7 separate regions of the Mus musculus genome follow, and all the other regions are linked to region 2. A link is a contact called in public promoter capture Hi-C data. All regions are on one chromosome and are shown on one strand. The core of a region is the stretch at or near the end of the contact, and the rest is flanking DNA. Distances in the headings are between cores, read along the strand shown.

What was found. Promoter capture Hi-C pulls out the DNA fragments that hold promoters and counts their contacts.
Region 1: a contact with region 2 is called in a promoter capture Hi-C map of pre-B cells. The contact joins the promoter of Cdadc1 here to the promoter of Mphosph8 in region 2. A contact is called at or near these places in 3 of 39 promoter capture datasets (hippocampal neurons, liver and pre-B cells).
Region 3: a contact with region 2 is called in a promoter capture Hi-C map of pre-B cells, with 8 times the contacts expected there. The contact joins the promoter of Rcbtb1 here to the promoter of Mphosph8 in region 2. A contact is called at or near these places in 3 of 39 promoter capture datasets (hippocampal neurons, liver and pre-B cells) and 1 of 115 datasets of contacts at active chromatin or transcription factors (astrocytes).
Region 4: a contact with region 2 is called in a promoter capture Hi-C map of liver, with 7 times the contacts expected there. The contact joins the promoter of Cdh24 here to the promoter of Mphosph8 in region 2. A contact is called at or near these places in 3 of 39 promoter capture datasets (liver and pre-B cells).
Region 5: a contact with region 2 is called in a promoter capture Hi-C map of pre-B cells, with 9 times the contacts expected there. The contact joins the promoter of Setdb2 here to the promoter of Mphosph8 in region 2. A contact is called at or near these places in 5 of 39 promoter capture datasets (3T3-L1-derived adipocytes, hippocampal neurons, liver and 1 more) and 1 of 115 datasets of contacts at active chromatin or transcription factors (astrocytes).
Region 6: a contact with region 2 is called in a promoter capture Hi-C map of pre-B cells, with 4 times the contacts expected there. The contact joins the promoter of 4931414P19Rik here to the promoter of Mphosph8 in region 2. A contact is called at or near these places in 2 of 39 promoter capture datasets (liver and pre-B cells).
Region 7: a promoter capture Hi-C map of pre-B cells shows a contact between it and region 2, with 5 times the contacts expected there. The contact joins the promoter of Haus4 here to the promoter of Mphosph8 in region 2. A contact is called at or near these places in 2 of 39 promoter capture datasets (liver and pre-B cells).

Annotation. Positions count from the first base shown.
Region 1 is chr14:59,596,665-59,599,364 of GRCm38.p6, reverse strand. It overlaps Cdadc1 (cytidine and dCMP deaminase domain containing 1), which reads left to right and starts at 1,406. Exons shown (of 10, transcript NM_027986.3): 1 at 1,406-1,610; 2 at 2,406-2,503. The coding sequence starts at 1,529.
Region 2 is chr14:56,666,948-56,669,647 of GRCm38.p6, reverse strand. It overlaps Mphosph8 (M-phase phosphoprotein 8), which reads right to left and starts at 1,400. Exons shown (of 14, transcript NM_023773.2): 1 at 1,084-1,400. The coding sequence starts at 1,296. It also overlaps the pseudogene Gm4032.
Region 3 is chr14:59,199,816-59,202,515 of GRCm38.p6, reverse strand. Rcbtb1 (regulator of chromosome condensation (RCC1) and BTB (POZ) domain containing protein 1) reads right to left here and starts at 1,288. Exons shown (of 12, transcript NM_027764.2): 1 at 932-1,288.
Region 4 is chr14:54,640,034-54,642,733 of GRCm38.p6, reverse strand. Cdh24 (cadherin-like 24) reads left to right here and starts at 1,370. Exons shown (of 12, transcript NM_199470.2): 1 at 1,370-1,513. Acin1 (apoptotic chromatin condensation inducer 1) reads left to right here. Exons shown (of 19, transcript NM_023190.3): 19 at 1-573. The coding sequence ends at 6.
Region 5 is chr14:59,439,541-59,442,240 of GRCm38.p6, reverse strand. Setdb2 (SET domain, bifurcated 2) reads left to right here and starts at 1,361. Exons shown (of 14, transcript NM_001320720.1): 1 at 1,361-1,654. It overlaps Gm45935 (predicted gene, 45935), which reads left to right and starts at 1,361. Exons shown (of 24, transcript NM_001320725.1): 1 at 1,361-1,654. It overlaps Cab39l (calcium binding protein 39-like), which reads right to left and starts at 1,278. Exons shown (of 11, transcript NM_026908.4): 1 at 1,223-1,278.
Region 6 is chr14:54,604,574-54,607,273 of GRCm38.p6, reverse strand. 4931414P19Rik (RIKEN cDNA 4931414P19 gene) reads left to right here and starts at 1,366. Exons shown (of 7, transcript NM_028890.2): 1 at 1,366-1,471.
Region 7 is chr14:54,553,060-54,555,759 of GRCm38.p6, reverse strand. Haus4 (HAUS augmin-like complex, subunit 4) reads left to right here and starts at 1,399. Exons shown (of 10, transcript NM_145462.2): 1 at 1,399-1,585.

The DNA.
Region 1 (2,700 bases), core at 157-2,656, 2.9 Mb before region 2:
TTGCATATCCAGTCCTGAAGGTTGGATCTAGAACTCAACCCCTACACCTAACGTTCAGGATCATCTCAGAAAGGGGGGAGGGGGATGAAAAGACTGTAAGAGCCAGAGAGGATCAGGAAGCTGTCAGAACATTGTCTTCTAGTTGTTGCAGGAAAGCTCCACCTACAAAATTTCAACAACATGGCTGCCAAAACAAGACCCGAACAATGCCAACACCAGCTAACTTGCCAACATGGGTGAAATCTCCCAGGGGTCCCATATCTAGATGAAGGGTAAATAATAACAGAGGAGAAATTAGTCTTCCCCAAGAATAAGTCCCCTCAACTAGTTATCCAGTACCAAGTGATCAGTCCTAAAAGCATATACATACAAGCACATATATGTAGAGATATATGTGTGTATATATTATATACATATATAATACATGTATATAAACAATAGTGGTTAAAGAAAAACCATGAATTAATTTAAAAATGATCAGGGCCTCGGGGAGGGGGGAGATTTGTAATGATATTATATTTTAAATAAAAATAAAACTATTTTTACAATTTTTGTTCAAATATCCATCTCTGGAGTTAAGGGTTGTAGTGACCCACTCTGGATGTGGGTGTTGGGAACTGAACTCAGACCCACTGGAAGAGTAGGAAGTGTTCTTAACTGCTGGGCCATGTTTCTGACCTCTCCAGGCTTCATTTTACACTTTATATTTTTCACTGGGGGCTGAGGAGATGGTTCATTGTGTACATGCTTTAGATATAAGCTTGAGGAGTTCCTTCTGGATCCCTCAAACCCACATTAAAAAAAAAAAAAGGTCTGAGTAAAGCTGCACCAGCCTGTAGTCACAAGTGTGTAAAGTCTGAGACAGGAGGATGAAGCTCCAGTGTAGCCAACCAGTGAGCTCCAGATCCAAGCAGAGACCCATTCTCAAAACAAACATTTGGAGGGCCATATAGAGGAAGATACCCTCTGTACGGTAAGCGCGCACACGTACGCTCTATTTACAAATTCATTGGGACGGACAACTCAGATTTTTCAGGTTCCGCTGTCTACTTAACTCTTCGATCCTCCCAGTTCTCTTCTCATAGTTTGTGTGAGTTTGGATATGAAGCAGAACCAAATACCCTGGGATCCGCCCACATCTGACGGCTGGGTTCCGATGGCCCTGCTTCCCCCACCTCGCCCACTCCGGTTCTATGTTCGCCTCTCTCTGTTTAAGTCCTCCACCCTGGTCCCCTACTGTCCCGAACCAAGACAACTTCAAGCGTCCTTCTTTCTGCAAAAATCACTGAACACAGCCTGCTACACAGAGTAGCATAACTGATAGATAACCACCACCACCACCTCGGTGCGCCGGACTCTGACGTCACATTAAGCGCCGGAAGCGATGGGGGGGGCATACCGAGACGTCATCTTGCTGCGCAGAACAAGCGGTTGTTGACAGGCCGCAGAGGTGGCCGTAGGCGAGCTTCAAGGAACCTATCATGCCTGACCGGGCAAGCTGTCCTGGGCCGAGGCCTTTGGGCTGGGGATGAAAGAAACGGATCAGATGCAGAGTTTGGAGGGTTCCGGGGCCGAGAGGTCAGTCGGCACGCAGACGGGCAGCATGACGGGTGAGTGCGGTGGCCTTCTCTCCCGCCCTGCCCCTCTCCTGGCGCTCTGCACGCTTGCCCGAGTCTCCCTCCAGCTCCGCATCCTGCCTGTCCTGTGTCTCCGCACAGCCCAGCACCCTCCCTGCTCTATGTCTCCTTCCCGCCCTGCTAGCCTGCTACTCCCCCCCCCCCCCCCACACACACACATACTGCACCTCCCTGACACCCTGCCTGCCCTGTGACTCACAGCGACTCCTGTCTGCCCCGCCGTCCCTGGTCTCCTTGCCAGGCGCGCGTCCCGGACACTGTGCTGTCCAGGCTTCATAGGTCGCGTCCTGTCCTGCACTGGTGGGTGGTTGCACCTAGAGTCAGTATCCCGGAGCTGAAGAGCCTGAAATTGCGCTTTGGCAAATTCACCACCCGTGATACCTCCCTCAAGTTTTGCCTTATGGTTGAAGATCAATCATGTTCCAACCATTGCCCTTTTAGCAATGCCAGGTTCCAGAGGGGTAGGGGTGGGGACCTTGCTCCTCGGCTACATCAGAGAGGAGCCCTTATCCTATTGATTGATTGATTATTTCCAGAGCCTTTGTATCAGTTTTACTATTTTACCTGTGGGGTGAGCTGGAGAAAAAAAAAGCACCCAACTTTGGAAAGTGCCACCCGAGGTCACTGAAAGTGAGGTTGTGGCCACTCTTGCTAAGGAAGCTTTTATTCTCCTGCCTGCCAGACCATCTGCAGCTCACTCGTAGCTTTGAGCTTAGCTCCTCTGCCTTCACTAGTGAAATTCTGAAGTGCTTGCCTTCTCTTTTGTAGGTCAAATACCAAGGCTTTCTAAAGTGAACCTTTTCACCCTGCTCAGTCTCTGGATGGAGCTCTTCCCAGGAGTGGAAGCCCAAGGGCAAAAATCTCAGGTATACCTTATTTCCATAGAGAGTGTTTACCCTTGGAAAAGCAGTAGTCTAAGTCTGGTTTCATTGGCCAACTGTAGTCCTAACAGCCAAATGCAGCAAGAACCTAGGAATGGTGTCATGGCTTTTGTATGCTGTGCCTGTAACCACAGCGAACTAGCTCATATTTCCAGTCTGAAAAGTTATTTCTAGTGTGTGCC
Region 2 (2,700 bases), core at 151-2,650:
GGATTAAAAATTAAGATGAAAGTTGGCATATGGCAGATAACAAATGACAGAAAATACAACAGAAACAAAACCATCGTATAGGCACGATTCCTATCTACAGCCCTTATCTTCTCCTTTCTCCAAATTCCCATTTCGTTTACTCATTCAATAATCCCACAGCCGTGAGATAGATCTCTGTGGTAAAGCTCTTGCCTTGCATTCATGAAACCCTGGGTCCAGTACACGGTATCAGATAACGGCAACAACAAAATCAGCCTTTGCTGTTACTGGACTAAGTGTCCGTGATTCAAGCATTATTATAAACCACATCCCCTGATTAAAGGAGCCCACAATCTAGAGCAGAAAAGACAAATACAGAGATAAAAGACAATGACTTAAATAGAGGTAAGAGAGTAAGGACAGAACTGAGAAAGCACCTTTTTCTGCAGAGCTCGGGTAAGGGAAGAGAGGGGAGAAAAGGTATCACAAACAGATGGATCCCAAGCCTTGGAAATACAGACTAAGAATTTCTCCCGGGGACGACATTCGCAGCAAGGAGGATGTTAAGTGTTCAAGCACGATGTGCGAAGATTGTCCTTTCAAGCTTACTCTAAATCTCTTGAGTTACACTCATAAAACGCGCAGAAAAGGGACACTTTGGGTTGGGAAACCTTTACTGTCCCGGGCACTCGGTGTGAATGGGATTTCCTGAATTTAAGCCAAGGAGCATTTTCTACTTTTAGAAAACATTGGGACAACGGTGTAGAGAATCCTCCAGTCTTTCCTAACGGAAAGCCATGGCCCTAACCGTATACCCGAATGCTGAAGGCCACAGAAGTCTCCCACCAGCTGCCTTGCATCCTACGATTCTCAACATTCCATGTCACCGCTTCGTCTCTTCTGCCAAAACAACACTTAGAACTTCCCTAAGCATCCATCCTCCACCGACTGCGGCCAGGGTCCTCTCCAGGATGTCAGTCTGCGCCTACGGACCGCCACCGTCCTCCCAAGCTGTTCCAGGCTGTTCGGCGTCCCACTCGGATTCTCCCAACCCGCCGTCCCCGCCCCGGAGACTCCCTGTCCGGCCGCTCAGCCCCCACATACTCCCTCGCACTTCATGTCCAGGATCCTCTCCACCTCGAAAACGTCCTCCCCATCCTCCTCGCTGTCCCCAACGGCCACCGTTCCTTTGGTGGCTGCGTCCTTCTCTTCGTCCCCTGCTCCAACTCCTTCGGACTCGGGAGAACGGCCAATGCTGTCGGGAACTGACATAACTAGAGCGGCCGCACTCATGCCCTCCTCAGCCGCCGCCGCCATCACAGACGCAGTGCAAAACCAACGCGAAAAACCGCCGGCGACCCACAGCGGGACAGCACCGCGCGCCTGCCGCTCCGCCCTAATCCGCTCCAGCGGCGTGACTCGACCGTGAGGCAAGCCAGCCAATTGTGGGCGCCGAGCTCTGGATTGACACACAGAACGGCCAATCACGCAAAGGCGCGCTCCCCGGCTCCCTGGGGAGTTCACGGGAAGTGGATGGGCGGGTCGACGGACTCTGAGGAAGAACGCTGCCTCAGGGAAGAGCGGAAGGGCTCCCCTGGGGAGACTGCGAGGGGCGGTCCTAGCACCTCACCTCCCAAACTCCGGTGACGCCCGCTGCCTGAGGAGACCTGTTGTTTGGATTGTCGGAAGGAGACCATGAGGATTCTGGGAAAGGGACCCCCAGTGTTAGCGAGACCCGCCTGTGCGGAATGGCTGCCCAGGAATCCTTTCGTATGGTTTTGGCTGGCTTATATGGCGTCTGCGGTCGAATCAATTACATATAGCCTATAGGGATATTTCATTTTAGTGAGTAGCGTTTATAGATAGAGAATAGGGACCCGGAGGTGGTTCAGCAGATTACGGCCCTGGTCGCCAAATATGAGGACCTGAGTTTAATTTCCAAGGGCATACATAGCGAGAGAATTCCCCCAATATGTATTCTCTTCTGTCAGGAGAAAGGCCAATCTTTACAGCAAGACACTGTATCAAGTAATAATTTATGGGATTTACTTGTTGGGCTTTGAAAGTAGTTCAGTGATAGGGCGTTTGTCTGGCAGGTGATGGTTGGAGGCTTGGTCCTAGTAGCTGAGTAAAAGTTGGTTCTCTCCTTCAAAAGATAGAGCCCAGGTTGCCTGGCTTGGCCCCATTTGGGCTATACTTAATTAATTGGATCATTCACACCTGATAAACCAAGCCAAAACCACCTATGTGTTTGTTCCCAAGTTCCCTTGCTTCTTATTGAATTGAAAATATCAGAAGCAGGTGCGGGGTTGATGCAAGAGAAACGAGTAATATTGATGCTACAAAGGAGTCACTAGGAAGCGAGCCTGCGATATGATTGGAAGAGAATTACCAGGCTTATTACAAACTCTAGGAAAGACATTTTTGTGCCAACATTGAAGTTTTGGGTTGCTGAGAAAGTTTCTGTTAACGTTAGTGCACTAAGATTGACCTCCAATTAGACTCCATTTCCACAACAAAAGGAGACAACCCTAACTTACAACCAGCCATTAAGCCTATCCACCTTATTAAAAAAAAAAAAAAAAAAAAAGCCTCTAAGGGGCAGCTCAATGGCTGAGCCCCAAGTCACACCTATCATTAAGTCCTAGTTTGCCATTAAATCCCCTGTGCCCTTGTGAGGAAAAGCCTAACTCTGCTGGTAGGTAGGCAAGAGGACCCTGA
Region 3 (2,700 bases), core at 39-2,538, 2.5 Mb before region 2:
CTTATAAACCGTATATTGTGGCCTAGATATACTTGAAAACTTGAAATTTTTCGTCTATATTGTGAGCCAAATTACATAGTAGATTAATTAACTGACATGTTAGGAAATCTATTCTAGTTAAAGTCCAGCAGTTTTTATCACATCTCTGGATACATATAAGGTAATGTACTGTCTTAAAATTTTTTAACTATAGATCCTAGTTAAGAAAGAAAATGTATTTCAATGTCTTGTCAGGCCTGTAAACGCATGAAGGCCCAACCTTTGTTTCATATGCTTCCTTTTAAGTACCAAATGCAGAAAGAGCAATTCAATTGCATGACTCTCGGATAAAGACCCCAGACTTCTCACTTTCTGGTACACACAGGCACTCAGTTTAAAACCTTAGAACACAAAATTTAAGCTACGAGCTTCATAGCTTTGGTTTCCTGTATATGTTCTGAGATTCGTAGAACTTAACACTTCGGATCATAAGACTTAAAAATCACAGAAGAAACACTTCAAAGATTAACGCATCACTTCCTCTTCAATAGGCACAAAGAGGGGGAAAGGAAAAAAAAAAAAAAAAACCCGCCCCGAAGTACTGGTATTCACACAATGGAGTAAAACCCAGGCCACAGAAGAAGAGAACCTAAATCCTGTTGTGATTTAAATTGAAGTCAAAATTTAAAAGACACTCTAAACTCCCGTAAGGGTCCCGTAAGCATCATCTCATGCCTGCCAGCATTTCTTGCTTTTGATGCTACGCCCGCTACAGCGCACGCCAGTCTCAGAAACTCCGATTGTTTTGCCCACCACGAGCTTTAATCCTCGTAGCAGTAACGGGGCAGAGGCGAGGGAGACTATGAATGTTTCTAAAAGCAAGCTGTATTGTCTTATAAAACTGCAACCCTCGGCTTCGGCGCTCTGCAGCAGTCAGCCTCCCACCGCTAACCTGCGTGCTCCGGGTTCCTCCCCCGCAGGGCGGACAGCGCAGCTCCTCAGAGGCAGGCCGCGGGCAACGCCACGTACTCGGCTCGCCGCACACCTGGGGGAAGCGCCCGCAAGACGGAATCCGCGGGTGCCCGGTGCGGGGTGCGCGTCGCCGGGGAGTCGCGAACGCGCCTGGTGCGCACGGCCCTCGGGAGGGCGCGGACTCAGCAGCCAGCGGCCGAACAAGGCCCTGTCCGGCTCGCCTGCTCGCTCGCCCGCACCGCCGCCCTGCAGCGCTCTACCTGTCAGGCCGCCCGGCCAGGCCCTGACTCCGCTGCGCCGCCGCCGCCTTAGCCGTAGCCGGCTCCTCCCCCCCAAAACCGGGAGCGAGCACAAGCGCCCGGGCCGCCGGTCACGTGGGCGGGTCGCGTCACGTGACACCGGAGCGCCCCGCGCAGCGCGCGCCCTCTGTCTGCTCAGGTTCCCGCTCGGGTTTGGTTGTAGACCGGGCTGCTGGCGCAGCGCAGGGGCGCCGTAGTGGCTCCCGCGAGGACCGGAAGGCGAAGGCGTCCCAGGATGGCAGCAGAGCGTGGCCTTCCTCCCGCTCCGCCCATCCCAGGCCGCTGGTCTTCAGGACACGTGTCTCTGCCCGGTCCGAGGAAGGCCAGGACGCCTAGGTCAGGAGGGCAGAGGCAAGGCTGCTGAAAGCTCTCTCTCTGCCCAGAACTTTTCTTGTGTTAAGCGGGTACAACTGAGGTCCGGAAGGGAGCGGCCGCTTTGTGCTTTGTGCTTTGTGCGTCTATCAGAAGAAGCTTATCAGTTGTAAAGTCCCCTACCGCCCTAGGCTCTCCCATTTGGCACTAGAGACCAAAGTCTACACTTGGCACCCCAACATTCAAGCTATCTTGTTTAGACTCACCTTTCCCTTTTCAGGTCCCAGCGGTAAATACAAATCCCCTTTGTTTTCTGTTTACCACTAAGCAGATGCGGTCCAAAAACCTTTCTGTCAGCACATAGTAACTACAACGTGCTTCCCCCCTATAGAGAATTCTTGTTTCTCTTGAGTACTTTCGGTGGATTACATTTTTAAATATATATATATATACCTTAAATTGCTGTAGGCCTCTCAGGGTTTGTTCATTCTTTTGCCTTGATCTCAAATGTTCAGAATCACCATTTCCTTTCTCAAAGAAAAAACAGGAGGAAGAGGTTAAAAACAGATTTTACTTAGAAATTATTGCAATATAGAAATTGAGCCCTATTTTATACCCTAATGTTTCTTTCTGTTGTACTAGTCCCTGGGTAAAATCTGTTTTTACCAGTTTAATGACTCTGGCTCTGGTTTTTTTTTTTTTTTTCCTAACATTTCCCAAAATATTCATCGGTCTCTCATCTTTCAAAATTGAGGTCAGACACCATCTATTCTTCTTGCAGACTTAACATCTTCAGTTGTTGTAAAAGTTCATTGAGACAGCCTCAGCTACAACTACTCCTCTAGTTATAATACTACATACTCAAAACAGAAAATTCACAATGCAGGTAAATGTATTACTCTGCATCTAAGAGATTAAGTATCTATTGTTACCTGATCTCACATATTATGAACTCTTCATAACAGGGCTATATGGTCTTACTACAATAACTGAGAACTGACTAGACTCTCACTATCAGCCAATGGAAGAGCAACACCAAAAATATGGAAATTTGGTAGACTTGAGGGAGGATAGAAATGGAAAATTATGGGAACATAGGGAAGAAAGGAGTCCCTTACCACAGAGTCTTTCTGAAGCG
Region 4 (2,700 bases), core at 121-2,620, 2.0 Mb after region 2:
CGCTAGCCAAGAAAACACTAGAGAGCTGCAGGTACCTGCCACTTGGTCCTGGGAGGTCAAAGGCCACAGAGGGATAGGTACAGTCACCACCACCCTGGAACCAAGGGTCTCACACCATTGCTCAGTGCTGAACTATAACTGCCACACGTCCCCTCATATCAAATGGAGCAGTGGCAATCTCCCTGTTCCCCAACCTAACTCTTGGAACTTGGCCCTCTCCTTTCTTCCTGTTAAGTCTGAGAGGGAAGAGCTAGGCTATGAAGGGAAGATGTGGCCGTACGTGGGAATAACCAGTGTCCCACGCTCATTTTCCCTCCATCCTGCGTTCCGCCTCCCTTGGTACTCAGCCTTTTGGGGACAGCTGGGGCCAGGACTGGGTCACCTATGAGCTGAATCAGCCTCTCCTGAGTCCCAGGCCCCTGCAGTCCCCTGTTCTCTGGCCTGCAGTCTCTTGCCCGCTGGTTCCACTTTATAGCCACCTTTTCCTTTTGTTCAATTTTTATTTTTATTTTTTTTATTATTAAATGATGTGGTCTATGGAAAAATAAAAATCTGACTTAGTTTTGACTAGCATTTGAGTGCCTTTCCTTGGGAAGAGTTTGGGTGAAAGGGGAAGGTGAATGGCTGTGACGGTGGGCATCTGCGTTCTTCTGGGGCAGCGGCCTTCCTCGGGAACCTTCATCCCCACTTTGTCTCTAATCAGTCCAAAGCTGTATGTCTTTTTACTCTGGGAAATAGGGTGGCCTGTTTCTTTTGCAGTACCCCAACAGCCGGCAGGGTCGGCCTCCCGGTCCCCCTGCACAATTAGGCATTTGGTCGCCCTTCAAGGTGCTTCCCACAACTGCCACCAGGGGGTGCACACACTCTTTAGATCTTGCAAAGAGCTTCCCCAAAAAAGGTTCTCACTGCCCACCGTTATCTTTCCCCTGTCCCTGGCGAGCTCCCTAGACTCCTGCTTCCCCTGCCATCCTGAAGTTCACCCTAGCTGACTGAACTCGCCGTCGTGACCCGCACAAGGTCCTGAGTCGGTAGCCTCGCAGCCGCACCCGAATCCAGAACGTGAAGCCGGGTCTCCCGCAGTGCTCTCCCAGCGCCCCGCCTCACGGTGTGCCTCCGCAGGTGCTGTGCTGGCCGATCGTGTTGAGTCTCCTCCGCCAGGCCCTGGGAATAATAGCCTAGCCGTGCTACCCCTGTACCTTGCCGTGCTGCGGGCTGGCCCGGGAGGGGCCCCGCATCTGTATGCGCCCAGCAGCCCGGGAGCCGCGGGGGCGGGGACTGGCTGGGGAGGGTCGGAGGCAGGGCTCTCCTCTCCCGCGCGAGCCGCCTCTCCTCGGCAGGCGGAGCCTCCTTCCCCCGCCCCCTCCGTCTCGCTCCCTTGTTCTCGCCGGGGCCGCTCAGACCTGCAGCGGAGCCGCGGCGCCGGCTTGGATCGGCTTGGGGCTGTGCCCCCGGGAGCCAGCGACGGAGGCGGGCGGGGCGCTGTTCGCGGTCCCGGGCCCCTCGGTAGTGCCAGGTAAGGGCGCCTGCCCGGGTCGGGAATCCTCGCGGGGGCAGCGGGGGGTCCGCAGCTTGCGGTGCGCTCTGGCTGAGAGCCGTGCCGGCTCGGTTCTCCCGCGCTCTGCTCTCTCCCATCTCACACACCTCTCTCCCTTTGCCTCCCGATTTTTCTTCACCCTTCCGCCTCTCTGCCCCTTCTCTCTCCCTCTTGCCCTGTCTCTTCCCACCTCTTCTGCCTTTTTCTTCCTTTACCTTTCTCCTCTTTTCCCGCTCTCCTTTCCTCTCTCTCATTACCTCCCTCTCCTTTCCTCTCCTCTCCTCGTTCCCTCCTGCTATCCTGTTTCCCCACTCCTCCGTTTCCTTCCTTCTCTCCTCTTCGTCCCGCCTACCTCTCTGGTCCCCTGCTGCCCTCTGGCTTCTTTTCTCTGGGGAGCAAACGGCCTGTCAGGTGTGTGTCTGCTCTGGGGAAGGAGGAGGGGCACAGCTACCTGACCATGGGCCCCTTCAGGAGGAGGGAGAGAAATGGGAAGGGTCCTCTCTCTCCACCTCCTTTCCCGCAGCCCCTCCCTACCTCTACTGCTCCTAGTAGCTTACTCTACCAGAATGAAGTTCCGAGGCCTGATCTCACACACACACACACATACACACACACACAGAGAGAGAGAGAGAGAGAGAGAGAGAGAGAGAGAGAGAGAGAGAGAGAGAGAGAGAGAGAGAGAGAGAGAGAGAGAGAGAGAGAGAGAGAAAGGTTCACCTGCCCCTACCAGTTCCCAAGCCTGGTACCCAGGACTCCTCTCTGCCTTTCAGACACTCAGGCTGCTTCCCTGATGTCTTTGCTTTTCTCTCTTGCTGCCCTTCTCTCTCCGTGGTCTGTCTGTTTCTCATCTGGTCTTCCCCATCTGCCAGACCCTCCCAGATTCTTGGCCCCAAGCCTTCAATCACGCTGTCTCTGGCCCCTGGGTCAGCCTCCACTTCACCTCTCTTGGTCCCCCTGCACTGCCTGCAGCCCTGTTCCCAATTCTTCCAGATGTAGCCCCACTCTGTTCCCTTAGACCAATTCCCCTTAAAGACCGAGACTGGCAGAATGGGCTGGAGACAGTCTGGAGACGTGGGGTTCCTCAGGGGCAGGGGAGGCTTTCCTGAGTCCAGCCCGACTCAAGCTGCACTCACTCCTTGTCTTTGAGCCTGACCCTCTGGATAAGG
Region 5 (2,700 bases), core at 112-2,611, 2.8 Mb before region 2:
ACAAAATATTTGTCTCTAACAGGCTAGATTTTCAGATCTGGCAGCTTCTTTCAAATAATAAAAAAAAAAAGAATGCTTTCTACTTCCTTTTCTACTTTTTTTTCCCCAAGAGAAAACTGGAAAGAGGAAAGTACAGTGTCTTGCTCTTCCCAAACTCCAACACCCTCCTTAAATAATACCCTGTTCCATAAAGCCAGCCCGCATAGCATCGCAGACCCAGAAATGTACAAAGCTGTCATGGCTTTCTTGTTTGGTTGGTTTTGACTAGGTGCAGAAAACATATTCGACATGTGTTAAATTTAATGTGAAGCTTCACAATTTCGTTTCCAAAAGTCAACTTTAATTGCATAGATGTATTCATTTGAGTTGTATTGTTTTGGGGTTTGGTTAATTTTGATGTGTTTTTCTTTCTTTTTTTTTTTTGCAAACTTTTTTTTAAAATCAAGTTTATAATGTTAAAAATATGTAAAGAGAAATTTACAAAAAAAAAAAAAAATCAGCACCTTTGAAACTGGGGTAAGGGTGTGGCGCTCCTGTGGCAGAAAGATCCGGTCTGCCTGAGCTACATGTATACCTAGCATGAAGTGAATTTGGAGCATGACAAACACTAGTTTACTTCCCGTTTCTCCTTTTTATTTTATTTTATTTCTCTCTTTTTTTCTAACGTCATTGAATGAATGCTGGCGGCATGCTTATGAATAAAACTACTCTCACACAACCTGCTGTCCATGTATGTCAAAGGATGAACTCTCGAGAAGGGCAAAGGCTCCGCAGTTGGCCCCTGGCAATTGACAAAAAAGAAAAGTTCTCTATCGACCCGGAGGCCAGTGGTCGAGACAGCCCCCTCTCCCTTCCACGACTGGCTTTCCCGTGTTGAATCCTACAGCCAGCCTCCTTTAATCATGACAGGGGTCGGCGGTGGGAATCTTCGCGCCACAAACACTGCTGAGCAACTCTCGGAAACCAAGGGATCAGGGTTAAGACAGGAAAGCAAAGCCTGCGCCAGACTCTAATGACCAGCAAAGCCAAGCCGGGGCCACCGCCACCGCCACCACCACCACGCCTGCCTCCCAAACACAGGGAGGAGACTCCGGGCGGGCGAGAAGAATCCCCTGCTAGTTAAGTCGCCCCTTCACTCCCAACACTCCTGTCACCCCGAGGACTCTCCTTCCACACACACACTCCCAGAGCCGGAAAAGGCTCGCCGCAGCCACACACCTACCGCGGGCAGAGAGCGCTGCGCCACCACTCCAGCGAAGTGCCTCACTTGGCTGCCGAGAACCCGATTGGCCGTAGCAGTCCGCGCGAGACAAACCGAGAGAGTCGCCGACCAATCAGGAGGCCGCGCGCTCCGGCCGGCGCCGCGGGGCCGCGGAAACTGTGTGGAGCTCCCTTGGGGCTGATGTCTCCCCCGCTGAGGTGAAGCCGCCTCGGGACTGCAGACTCTGGTGCGGACAGTGCAAGGCGCGCGGGGTGCCAGGCCGCCTCAACCCGCTGTCTCAGTAGCGGGGGTGGCCGGGGCTCTCAGTCGCGTTTCCCCCACCGTCTTGCGGCGCTCACTTTCGTGGCTGGTGATTTCTGAGTAATTTGGCTATCATGGGCTGTAGACAGCGGAGCACAGACAAGATCTTCAGGACACTGGTCCATTCCACAGGTAAGGTTACACTGGCCATGAACAAATGAAATTATTTATCAGTTGAACTTGATTGGTATCTTCGGAGCGACGGACTGACTCACTACTCAACAGTCCAAGATCAATAAAGTCACTGCAGAAAGGGATATGATTGACAGATCATATGATTGGCATGTAGTAACATGGTTCTTTGCATGTTAGTGAAGAAAACCAAAGTGGAGGATTAATTTATGTTTAGTCTTAGATTTGGTAAACAGACCATTAGCTCTTCCAAATACCCTACCACATACGATAGGATAGGTTTCTATTCTTCACCAGAAGGCGTTTTGCCATTGTTGTGTTGTTTAACATACGAACACGTTAAAAATGTGCCTGACCCTGACTTACGCTCCGATTATGTCATGCCTATCAAAGAACCAACGAGATAGTGGTATCTTAGTTTTTTTAGTTTCTTTTTCCTCCAAGTAAAAAGGAAACTTAGATCTAAATGAAGTTGCCTGTATGTTTGGCCAGATGAAAGTTTGAGACTGGCAAAGAACCAAATTTAAATAAAATTCTCCTGGCAAGCTGGGAGATGGTGGCTGGGGAGGCAGAGACTAGCGGATCTCTTGAGTTCTCTCCGGATTGAGTTCCCGGAAAGCCAGGGTTACCCAGAGAAACGTTGTCTCAAAATACAAAACATACAAACAAATAAAAAGTACACTAACAGTGAAATATTAGTGTTGTCTTTGGAAGATAAGCTTTAAATTTCCTTAACTTTTTTTGGCAATTTTTTTTCTTTTGTAAATTAGCTTCCAAGCTACACTGGTGAGAGCTTTTTCTTTAGTTGCTGTTTGCTATGTGGAAGTCCAGCCTAGTAGACCAGGATGGCTTTGAGCTACTGGTCCTCCTGTCCCCACCTGCCCTTTCCTGAGGTGTCAGGCTGAGTGAGTGTACTGAGGTGGAAGTTACTAGAATCTAAGGTGGAAGGCAGCTTGGCAATGTCTCTTTGTGGCACTTGGATATCTGTAGTATTAATTTTACAGTGGAAAGGTTGCCTGGCTGAAGTACAGTGTATAGCTTATGTT
Region 6 (2,700 bases), core at 117-2,616, 2.1 Mb after region 2:
CATAGAAACTGCTTCCAGAACAAGAGGGAAAAAGAAACGGGAACACATCTTTTTCTTTTAATGTGGTTAAAGCATGCATCACCATTTTTAGAGTTCTTTTCATTTTCTTTTATAAACTCATAGGTCAGGGGTTCGAGTGAGGAGGAAAAGGCAGGAAGTCCTAGAAAGAAGACTTGAGAAGGGTCATGGGTTTCAGATATTAAAACATAAATAAATAGGTGAGAGAGAGAGAGACGGAGAGGGAGAGGGAGAGGGGGGGGGGAGAAAGAGAACTTAGTGTCCAGCAGAGACACTGGTGAAGGCTGCCAAACCCCTGTGGACTTGAGTTTGATCCTTCAGACCCTCTAGGTGGAGAGAATTCCTGCAAGTTGTCCCCTATTCTTTTTTTTTTTTTTTTTTTTTTTTTTCTTTTTTCTGAGACAGGGTTTCTCTGTATAGCCCTGGCTGTCCTGGAACTCACTTTATAGACCAGGCTGGCCTCGAACTCAGAAATCCGCCTGTCTCTGCCTCCCGAGTGCTGGGATTAAAGGCATGCGCCACCACACCTGGCACAAGTTGTCCCCTAATTGCCACACTTTGCATTGCGGCACGCGAGTGCCCCCACCAAAAGAAAAAATACACACACACACACACACACACACACACACACACACACACACGTATGTATGTATGTATGTTAGTGTGTGTGTGTGTGTGTGTTCGCGCAAACGTTTTATAATAAAAAGGTGCAGTGAGACCGGTTTATGGACTGCTTAAAATCGAGGTTTAAGCAATGGTCTACATGCAGGGTGTGTGAGGGAGACATTTTGGTTTCTTCAGAATGTGGTTTTAGCCTAGTAGGGGAGCCTGGCTCAGGCTGTGCAAAAACAAGCCCCAAGTGTAAGGCTACTTAGCCTCTCACTTGAACAACGTTACACTCATAGATGTTCATGTAAAGGTGGGCTGCTAGACAACTTGTGTGACCCAGAGACACTGGCCTGGGAAACCAAGGGTTGGAGGGCCTCGCCCCCCAAACCTGACGCTCAATCAGCCTAAGAGGTCCCAAGTTCGCTAGTTCTCCCAGCTTAGCAATGTCAGAGGGCGCTCACTCACAGGGTGGTTCTTCTGAGCCTGGCTTGGGGGGCGGGGAGGGAGAACGAGACGGGAAAGATGAGCGGACAGCGAGGAGAAAGGGAAGGGCAGTGGGCGCATCGGCCAGGTCCGGGAGCTCGCGGCCCTCGGGGGCCCCCCGGACGGGCGCCTCGGGTGCGGCGCGTGTGCTTGCGGGCGGGGCGGGCGGCGGCCAATCCGGGCGGGCGGCCGGGAAGGGGCGGGGCTTGTGAGCTCCGGCTCCGCGAGTCCTCCTTTTTTGCACACACACGAATACAAAGAGCCATACGACCTTCGAGTATCCTTTTTCCATTTTTTTTCCTCCTTCATCTTGTGTGCGTTTTCCAAATTTTTAAAAATAGAGATCTGTGGCAGTGCTGGGGTGAGGAAACTGTTGCTAAGGGGAATTTGCTCTTTTCCCCATTTCTTTTCCTGTCTCTCTTTCTCTTTCTTTTTCCTGGTCGAGGTTTAAAAATATACCAAGTTGAGAAGCCGTGTGCAACTGTTCCCAGACCAATTTACAGATTTTTTTTTTCTTTTTGGATCACATTTTAAGAATTGGTAAATTTTGTGGTTGAAGGATTTAAATTTTAGTCGCTTGGGGAAGTATAGATTTGTTTTTAATCGGGTTAAAGCGATAATGTGAATTTCTACCACAGGCAACAGAGAGATTTGAGGTGCCCTCACAAAGCCTTTGGCATGTATTTTAGACACACTCACTCAGAACCAAAACCAAGTGCTGTAGCAGCAATGTAGCAGCGAGTGTGACAGGCCAATAGATTAAATATACTGGGTTATTTTAATTGGGACACTCATTTCCCAGGAGAGAAGGGAAAGCTCTCTCACAGTGTTTTGCACACACAATTTCATGAGGACATTTGTGTGTATGTACACTTAAAACATACCATTTCGTATGGATTCATCTTGTGGTTTATTCTTTGTATTTATGTAAAGTATGTGTATATGTGCTGTTATCGGATTTTATTTTTAAAGTGTTTTCATTTGATTTTATGTGTGTAAAATAGACCTTAGGATGTTTTTTCCCCTCTGTGTTCCCAAATGTGATCAAAACAGGATTTCAAATGCAAAGTAAAGCGTAGAGGAAATCCTGCACTTAGCATACTTAAGAACTTTCATCCTATTGGAATTTACCTTCTTTTCTGCTTCTTTTTATATCAGATTAGTGAATAATTAAATAATTGCCCCAAAGCCTGCAGTCAGTGTGTTTGGCAAACGAAGTGGGGGGGACGGGGACTGAGTGTGTAGTCCAGAGCCTTTTAGTGACTTTTTAAATGCTTTTGGTTTTTTATTGGTTTTCCTTCCTAAACATGCAACTGTGTATATTTTAGCCTTTATGAGTAGTTTTGGGGGGAGGTACCAGAAGGGAATCTCCTGGCATTTTGACAAAGTGACCTTTTATTGGTTGGGATTTGTTTGGAAAACTCCACATCTGGGAAAGTGTGTGAGACAATATTCTAGTCCAGTTACTGAACGGGGGTGGGGGTGGGGTCCTGGGAGGGGTACTTGGGGTAGGGGCAAGAGGAGGCAAACGCAAAACCCAGGAGGGATAAGAAATACAATGTGATTGTTATTTTGCTTTCTGTGAATGCA
Region 7 (2,700 bases), core at 150-2,649, 2.1 Mb after region 2:
AGCCACTACCCTTGGCCCTAGAATGTTCTAAAGCTGTGACCCTTTAATACAGATTCTCATGTTGTGGTGACCCCCAACCATAAATGATTTCCATTACTTACTTCATAACTGTAATTTTGCTGTTACGAATTGTAAACACCTGTGTTCTCCAGTGGCCTTAGGTGACCCCTGTAGGGTCGTTCAACCAACCAAAGGGGTCTCGACCACAGGTTGAGAACTGCTGTTCTAAGGAAAAGCCAAACAGCTCCATTTCCTAGCACTTTTGCTCCATCCTATCAGTTTGTTCTCTGATGCAAGCGATCTAATCACTGGGCTAGGGAGATGGCTCAACCATCCCTCTTCAAGTAAACCTGGGTTGGATTCTCCACACTTATATGGTGGTAACTGTAACCGGTTCCAGAGGATCCCACAGCAGTAAGCATACAAGTGGTTCACAGACATATGTGCCAGTCAAACACCCACACACGTAAACAACAGTAAAATAAATAAAAACGTATAAAGAGCTCTAATAACCTTGAAGCAGTTTATTTAAGACTTTTATTTTTTTAGATGGGCAACTTCAGCATAGTGCCCGGGCCTAGCTTTGAACTCTCGATCTTCCTAACTCAACCTCCTGAGTAGGTGTGGTGAAGGATTAACAGTACAGCTAAACATCTTATTTTCCAAAAGAAGTCACTTCCTGATTGGGTACCCTTAGTTTTACAAAACCAGTGTAGGCATAAGTAGGAGTGAAGGAAGGATGATGGGAAATAAGGGATGTGGGAATGGGGCAGGGCAGTTAACGCGGCTCAATGGGTAAAGGAGCTTGCTACCAAGCCTATGATGTCTCACTCCCAGAATGTCTTCTGACCTCCACAGCACACGTAGGACACACAGTAAATAAAACGTGACTTTAAAAAAAAACAGAGGGAGCGCGGAGGAGGCGAGGTAGGTTAAGAAATTCAAGAGGTGAGGCTGGAGCAACGTAGTAAAAGGATCTGAGTTCAAGTCCCAGAACCCAAAATCTGGCAGCTCACAAGCACCTGTAACATCGGCTCAAAGGGCTCTGGCTCCCTCTTCCGGCCTCCGTGGACACCGCCCACATATGGCGCATGCGCTCGCCCACATCGATAAATAAAAACAAACCAGTGGGGGTGTAGTGGCGTGCACCTTTCCTCTCATCAATCGGGAGGCCGAGACAGGACGATCTCTGATACCAACAACACATTGGCTCGACCTCCGAGCACCACAGTGGCAGGCCTAAGCTTCCGAGCTGGGCCGCCACCTCTATATAACCTTCCGTGCCTAGTCTTCCCCTTTGTTAAATGGGTGAAGTTCCGACTTCCAGGATCCGAGCCGCTACCGCGACAGTTGCGCTGAGCGCGCGCTCCCGGGGCGGGGCTGCGCCAGGCGGGAACGGAGGCCCCGCCCCGTCCTGTGCCCGGCTGATTTAAGACCCAGTTGTTTCTACGCTGGCGGCAGCGCCTTTCCCGGGCAGGCCCCGGCCTTAGCGCTCCGGCGGCGAGCCGTGCAGGTTAGCGCTCGACGACCGCGAGCTTGCGGCGAGGCCGCGCTCGCCCTTTAGGACTCCTTGGCGACCCAGACGGTAGGTCGGCGCCGGAGAGCGCGTCTGCATCTTGATTATCTCCGGCCTTGTAAGGGTCACCTCTTGTGAAAACAGTCAGGACGATCAATCTGCGTCCAGCACAGCGTGCAGGGGAACGGCTGGAGGGCTCGAAGCACGCCTGCGTCAGAGTTCGGCGCTCTGCGCTCCTGCGCGTGGGACCCCGGCTGCCTGCGCAGGGTGGGGGTGAAGCCTAAGGTCACGTCCTGTGGGCGGCTCCGCTGAGGACCCCTGGGCGGTTGAAACCCTCGTGGCTGGGTGCCTAACTGGCCTGCAAAACTTTATTTGTAGGTGTAGTTCAACAACATTCTGAGTTGGTAAAACGGAACTTACTGGTAAAACATAACTAAATAGCTTTTGTTGACAAGTCGATTGTTATTAATTCTTGATGCTTCATGCAAGGCAAGAACCGTTATCGCGGCTTTGCAGGTGGAACACTGTTGGCACCTGAAAAAGGAGCATTTCACATAAACTCACACAGAAAACATGGGGGGCGGGGCGGAGCCACAAATTAATGTCTCGAATTGCGCCTCCTCAGCTGATTCCTCTAGACCACGCTACAAAACAAACGGCTAGTTGCTTTCATGTGACTCATAAAAGGAGCGAATAAACCAATGTTCTGTGGACGTGAAGCGTTAAGTACTAATAAGCTTCAGACTCGGGGCTGCCTCGGGCTCAGCTGCCATTTGGAGGAGTGGGTAAAGCAATAAGGGAAAGAATGGGCAGGCAATGTTTGTGTTGCTGTTGAGTTTCTCATTGCTCTCTGTTGATGACATTCTTTTCAAGGTGCTCCAGGTTCTGGCAAAACACCTATCTGTATAGCTATGTCCCCACACTAACCACTGCAGTGCATTGTTACTGGAAAAGCTGTTGTAGTTCAAGTGTCTGTCGCTCTTGCTCCCAGACAGATAGCTCTTTCATGAGATGACACTGACAGAGAAGCACCAGAAAGAAACTGTGATATTCCACAGTTGAGCTATAAAGGGGGCAAAAGGTATACTGGGACCCACACCCCTTAGTTTACTGGGAACACGACAGACAGCAACAGTTTGTAGCTCCAGCAAAATGGTAACGGTAGGAAGACGCCTTCCATTAGA